2 separate regions of the Danio rerio genome follow, and region 2 is linked to region 1. The links are chromatin contacts, called in public HiCAR-type maps. All regions are on one chromosome and are shown on one strand. Each heading gives the region's core, a stretch centred on a gene start, on an enhancer-like site or on the middle of the called end of the contact. The rest is flanking DNA. Distances are from core to core; before and after follow the strand shown. Region 1 holds the start of tril (TLR4 interactor with leucine-rich repeats). Region 2 holds the start of hoxa13a (homeobox A13a).

Evidence for each region. HiCAR-type assays count read pairs that join an accessible place to other places.
Region 2: a HiCAR-type map of caudal fin shows a contact between it and region 1, with 5 times the contacts expected there. The contact joins the promoter of hoxa13a here to the promoter of tril in region 1. A contact is called at or near these places in 3 of 18 Hi-C or Micro-C datasets (caudal fin and embryo) and 1 of 4 datasets of contacts at active chromatin or transcription factors (caudal fin).

What each region holds. Positions count from the first base shown.
Region 1 is chr19:21,746,943-21,749,884 of GRCz12tu, reverse strand. tril (TLR4 interactor with leucine-rich repeats) reads right to left here and starts at 1,577. Exons shown (of 1, transcript XM_009294188.4): 1 at 1-1,577. The coding sequence starts at 1,320.
Region 2 is chr19:21,987,498-21,990,439 of GRCz12tu, reverse strand. hoxa13a (homeobox A13a) reads right to left here and starts at 1,514. Exons shown (of 2, transcript NM_001085494.1): 1 at 734-1,514; 2 at 1-616. The coding sequence starts at 1,418. The coding sequence ends at 369. It also overlaps a transcript of evx1 not described here.

The DNA.
Region 1 (2,942 bases), core at 328-2,827:
TTCTCTTTCCTCCTTGAAAACTGGTGTTTCAACTACAGCCCCACGGCTTTCCATTGGCTGAGACAGAGGTTCTGACTCACAAAAGCCACTCATGTTTTTTAGCTGCAAGTTGCTGACATAATCCAAGTATTTTCCCGCCAGCACTGGGGGGTGCAGGCAGCGAACAAACACGGTCAAGAGCTTTCCCTGAGAATGCGCATGTGTCATCCAACTTTTAAGTTTCTCCATCCGGCAGTCACAAGTCCAGTTGTTCCCATTCAGTTCTACATGGAACAAACCGCCGTTTGATGCGAAAATACTGCCGGAGAGATTCATCAGACGGTTGTTTTTCAGTTTTAAGATTTTAAGGTGTGATAGATGTCCAAAAGCACCTTGATCCACGAGAGATATGTGATTGTCACTGAAGTCGAGGTGTTCGATGCGCTCGAGCGGGTCCAGCAGACCAGCAGGAATCTCTGTCAGCTCGTTCCTGTCAATCATAAACTCCCTCACGCGTCCGAGCCCCTTAAACGCTTCGTTGCCTAGCTTTGATATCTTGTTATGGCTCAGTGAAAGTTTTGATAGTTTTTTTAAGCTCTGGAAAACGTGGTTTCCAACGTGTCTTATTTGGTTGCCCGCAATTAGAAGAGTTTTGAGTGACTTAAGGTCAGAAAACATAAAAACATCTTGCAGCTCTGTTTGTTTATTGTCCGACAGGTTTAAAAACTGCAGTTTGCTGAGCCGCAAGAATGCATTCCGGTCGATACGCCGAAGGTGGTTCGATTCTAAGTGGAGAAACATTAAGTTTGGCAAACCTTCGAAGACGGACTCCTTTAACACTTCGATCGAATTTCCATCAAGTCGTAGTTTCACTAAACTGTTTAAATGGGTAAATGATTTAGGGATGCACTCGTTGATTTCGTTGTTATTGCTATATAATATTGTGAGTTTTTTCAGCGATTGTAGAGTCCCAGGTTGTATCGTCGATATTAGGTTGTTTCCTAGAAATAGTTCCTCTAGTTTGGATAGTTTCTTGAATGATTCAGGATGTATACTCCTTATTTGATTAAACTGGAGATTAAGTCTCATTAGGTCGCCATAGCGCATGAAGTCAAAAGCACTGATGTTGTGAATGAAGTTTCCCGCGAGACTGAGAACCCGCACATCCTCTGCGTGCTCCACCTGCGGCGCTTTGGGCACCGCGCGGAGACCGCGGTTTGCGCACAGGATATGCTGCGCGTGCTGGCAATCACATCGCTCCGGACAAATGGCGCAAACAGGGGCGAAGAATAAAAGCAATCCACTGCCGAACAAAAATAAGTTTGAGAGCAAATATGCCATTCCAGTGATGCAAATACAAGGCGCTTAACGCATTCCTTTGTTCGCCAAATCTTGTTGATTCACCAAATTCTTCCTCGCCAGGAATCGAAGATTCATTAATGCATTGTCGACTGAATGCAGACATTTAGATTATGTCTAACTGATCACGATTGCACAGCGACTGTATTTAGGTATCCATGCACAACCGTTGCGAGCTGATGTGGCTTCAGCCGAGGAAACATTAGCCTCCGTCAGACCCTCTCATCCCCCAAGAAGTCATCTGTTGCAGATTACACACACACACACACACACACACACACACACACACACACACACACACACACACACACACACACACACACTGTAGTGATCTCCGAGTTCAGGCACGGAACAGCCCTCCCCACTCCCATCCAGATGTGAACACTGTCTCCAAACGAGCATCAGATCTAGCTTTATTTTAGATTCAATTCCTCAATGAGTTAATTTACTTCCAAAACGATTCTTTTAGCTAAAACGAAGTGAATTTGTACTTACCACCTTGTAGTATAGTCTATTGTAACTAATTATTACAGCACATTAATAATAATGAATCATGATATGTTCATTCATTAATTTTCCTTTGCAATTCCTTTATTTATCAGTGGTCAACAAAGCAGAATGAACTGCCAACTTATCCAGCATATGTTTTACACAGCGGATGCCCTTCCAGCTGCAACCAGCACTCGGAAACATCCATACACTCTTACATGCACACATACACTGTGGCCAATTTAGTTTATTCAATCACCTATAACCAGGGATGAATTTAGTGATTTTGGGGCCCTAATTAATTTCAGCCACAGGGCCCCAAAGTTCCAAAATGCACCTTTTGTCCTTAATTTTTTTATTTTTGCTGTTTTCTTTCTTATTTCATTCAATCTCCCTTGTTACTTTTTTCTAAATGGAAAATAATAACATATAAAGCATCTTGTAAAACTTTCAAAATGATTTTTTTTCTTAAGATGAATTCACAGCTAAACATAATAAATGAACTATTTAGTTTTTAAAACTAAATCTTTACTGATTTGACTGCTGGACTGATCCATGATTGAAGGTGGGGGCACATTTGCACAGATGTAATAAATATATTCCAGTTAAAATTTGTGGACCCTCACCTTACAAAATATTATAGAAAACAATGTTATATATAATTTATAGGTATCATTTATACTTGTAGGTATTTATTTAGCGGCCCTCAGATTTCCTTGGGCCCTAAGTGGCCAGTTACCTTGCTTATTGGTTGAATCCATCCCTGCCTAAAGCGCATGTCTTTGGACTGTGGGGAAAACCAGGGCACCCAGAGGAACTCCCACAAACACGGGGAGAACATGCAAACTCCACAAAGAAATGGTAACTGGCCCAGCCAGGACTCGAACCAGCAACCTTCTTACTGGCGAGGTGACAGTGCTAACCATTGAGCCACCATGTCACCCAAATCATGAAATAATTATTTCATTACTTTGTTTACAGCGGCTTTTGCATGACTTACATCTAACTTTGAAAGGGCACCTATAGTGAAAAATCTACTTTTCAATCTGTTTGGACAGACATATGTGTAGATGTAGTATATAGACCGTCATATTGGAGTGATATGAACACACCCA
Region 2 (2,942 bases), core at 265-2,764, 240 kb before region 1:
TGGTGAAAGAAAAATCGTACCACACCGTAAAGAATTACGGTTTCAACATTTACACATCCAATGTATTATTCTTTATGAGATATTTTGTTGAGCAGTGACTAAATCTCATCAAACAACTCATCCTTTGGCCGTTTTTGCCCTGAGTTGGGAATATGGCCATGCACTGAAGTGCAGAAATGACGCACCGCGTCACCATCAACCCTGTGCGATCCAAAGTGGCCACTTCAAAAGCAGTAGTCCAAGGAAACACATATTCGTTAAACGTCTATACTTTCATAGCTCTCTCTCTTTCTCTCTCTCTCTCTCTGTGTGTATTTGGGGGCATCATTGTTAAAAAAATAGTTCCCTTACATTTACACAGAGCAAAGCTAACTGCTACTTTTTAATTTGTTGACAACTTTTTTCTCCTTTACCCGTCGGTTTTGGAACCAGATAGTGACCTGTCGTTCAGATAGGTTGGTCTGAGCGGATATCCGTCTGCGTTTGTCCTTGGTGATAAACTTGTTAGTGGCATACTCCCGTTCAAGCTCCTTCAGCTGCACCTTGGTATATGGAACACGTTTCTTCCTTCCGCGGCGGAAGGAGCTGCCGTCTGCCCCTCCATGGGATACTGACTCTATAGAATTCATTATAACATAAATATTAAATGGGTTTAATGATAAATGCACATATCTGCGGAGTTTGTTATTGATGTGTATTTTTTTTCTTTTTGCAATTCTCAAAATAAACTTACCTGGTATTGACGACTTCCACACGTTTCCCGTTTGTTGCTGCTCTTTGGTGCAGTAGACCTGTCCGTTCCATCCACTGGTTGTGATTGCCCACGGTTGGTAACTCTCCATCGGCAGTAAAGACTCATGTCGGGGCTCCGAAGGCCCGCTTATTGCCTGGACTACTGGAACATCCAGATAGCTCGGAACTGGTTGATATGGACTTGAGGCGTAGCTTGAGTACAAGGCAAACTCCTTGGCGCGTGAGCTGGTATAATCTTCGCCTGTAGAAGCTGATGTGTCCATGTATTTTTCTCCGTAAGGTGAACCAGAGGCAGGGGACTGGGCGCATGTCTTTACACCTCCACCACTCCCATGGTGGTGGGACATTCGGCAAGGATAGTATCCACCGCCTCCGAAATATCCATAGGAAATTGAGGCGCTGGCTGAACCTTGAACGGCTGAGCAGGGGCTGCATTGCTTTCCAGAATCACCCGCTGCAGCAGCAGCCACTTCGCTGGACGGATAAGTAGCACTGGGCGCAAGAGAGGCAGGGTGAGACATCAAATTCCTGCACGGGCTTGGCGAGAAGTTACCTCCTGTGAACCCTTCCATATTTTTGCTGGTGTCGTCTAAACCGCCACCGTTATCATAGAGAAACATGACCGGGTCAATCCAGCGCGGGCGGAGAAGTAGTGACGTTGTCATAGCCCGTCGGACATTGAGACGTGTGGCTCTTTTTTGTGAAGCTTAGACACTGAAAAGGGGAGACAGTTGACTCTGACGCACCCTCGTACATCCAGAATCACGTCTCGATTGGCTCAACATGGGTCATGTGATATGTAAAATAGGACAATAATCAGCTCAAGTGCTAACACTTAAACCGAACTAAATGCAGTGATGTGAGATGATCTGTCAAAGGATGTCACCCGTTTCAAAGTTCTCCAAAAGATGATAGATTCATAAGTGTAAAAACGGAAAATGGCGAATCCAGCTATGTTAATTCAGGACATTTAATTATTTTTACAAACTAAACCAAATGGTGTTGTGTTATGTTGTTTTAAATAGCCTAAATGTATGAATATAAACTAAACGATTTTTTAAAGTATTTGTAAGCGCTGGTAATCATCCCAGTCAACTGCGCACATATTCAAATGTCTGACAATCTTTGTTGCCTCTGTGGAGCTTGGTGGCCAATTAAACAATTTAGGATTAAAACGTCAAAAAAATAAAAATAAGTTCAAAATTATTCGTAAAAATTGTGCCATTAATTTAAATTTAAACAACAGTAGTAACAGTATTTTAGACAAAAAAATAGATTATTTGAACATTCTCAATTAACCTATAGCCTTTTCATTTAGCCAACGTCCCCTGATGCAAAATAAAGCAAGTTACAGATAACAAAAGGATATTTTCACGATACATAAAAAATCTGTCACAAGTGAGGGTAGTGAAAAGAGAAATGTAAATTTTTTTAAACGTGGCATGAAGTCCTGCTGTGACGGCTTCCGTTTTGTTTACAAGTTGCAGAGACGGAGAACACCCCCCTATATTTGTCTGTATTTTACGCGCGAGGCTGACGCGTCTGCAGGCCAAGGTCAAGTTGAAAGTTGCCGTCTTGCCGCGACACAGTGCCTGTTGGCCTATTCTGACTTTGATGGCCAGTCTAAAAGCTTGTTGTTTGTTGAGAAATCTTTGGTGAAAACAGATGTAGTTTTAACTTAACATGGTTTCCTTCTGATTTTGTATTTTAAACTGTTGAACGAAAATCGTATATATATATATATATATATATATATATATATATATATATATATATATATATATATATATATATATATATATATATTCTTAAAACAGGAAATGGTTAAAAAAGGAAATTTTTGTCCAAAAATCTAATATTTTATTAAATGTGTACTCGTGCGTAAAGTAAACAAAGGTCATTTGTTTTTGTAGTAGCTCCAATATTTGGCATTTGCTGATAGAAAACAGTCGCGTGAAATATGTTGTGATTAAACATTTAGGCTATAGATAGACGATAACGAATTGCTATGTATATTAAACTTATACTATATATATATATATATATATATATATATATATATATATATATATATATATATATAGTATAAGTTTAATATACATAGCAATTCGTTATCGTCTACCTATAGCCTAAATTATGCAGATTATGTGTAAAGTGTGTGTGTGTGTGTGTGTGTGTGTATATATATA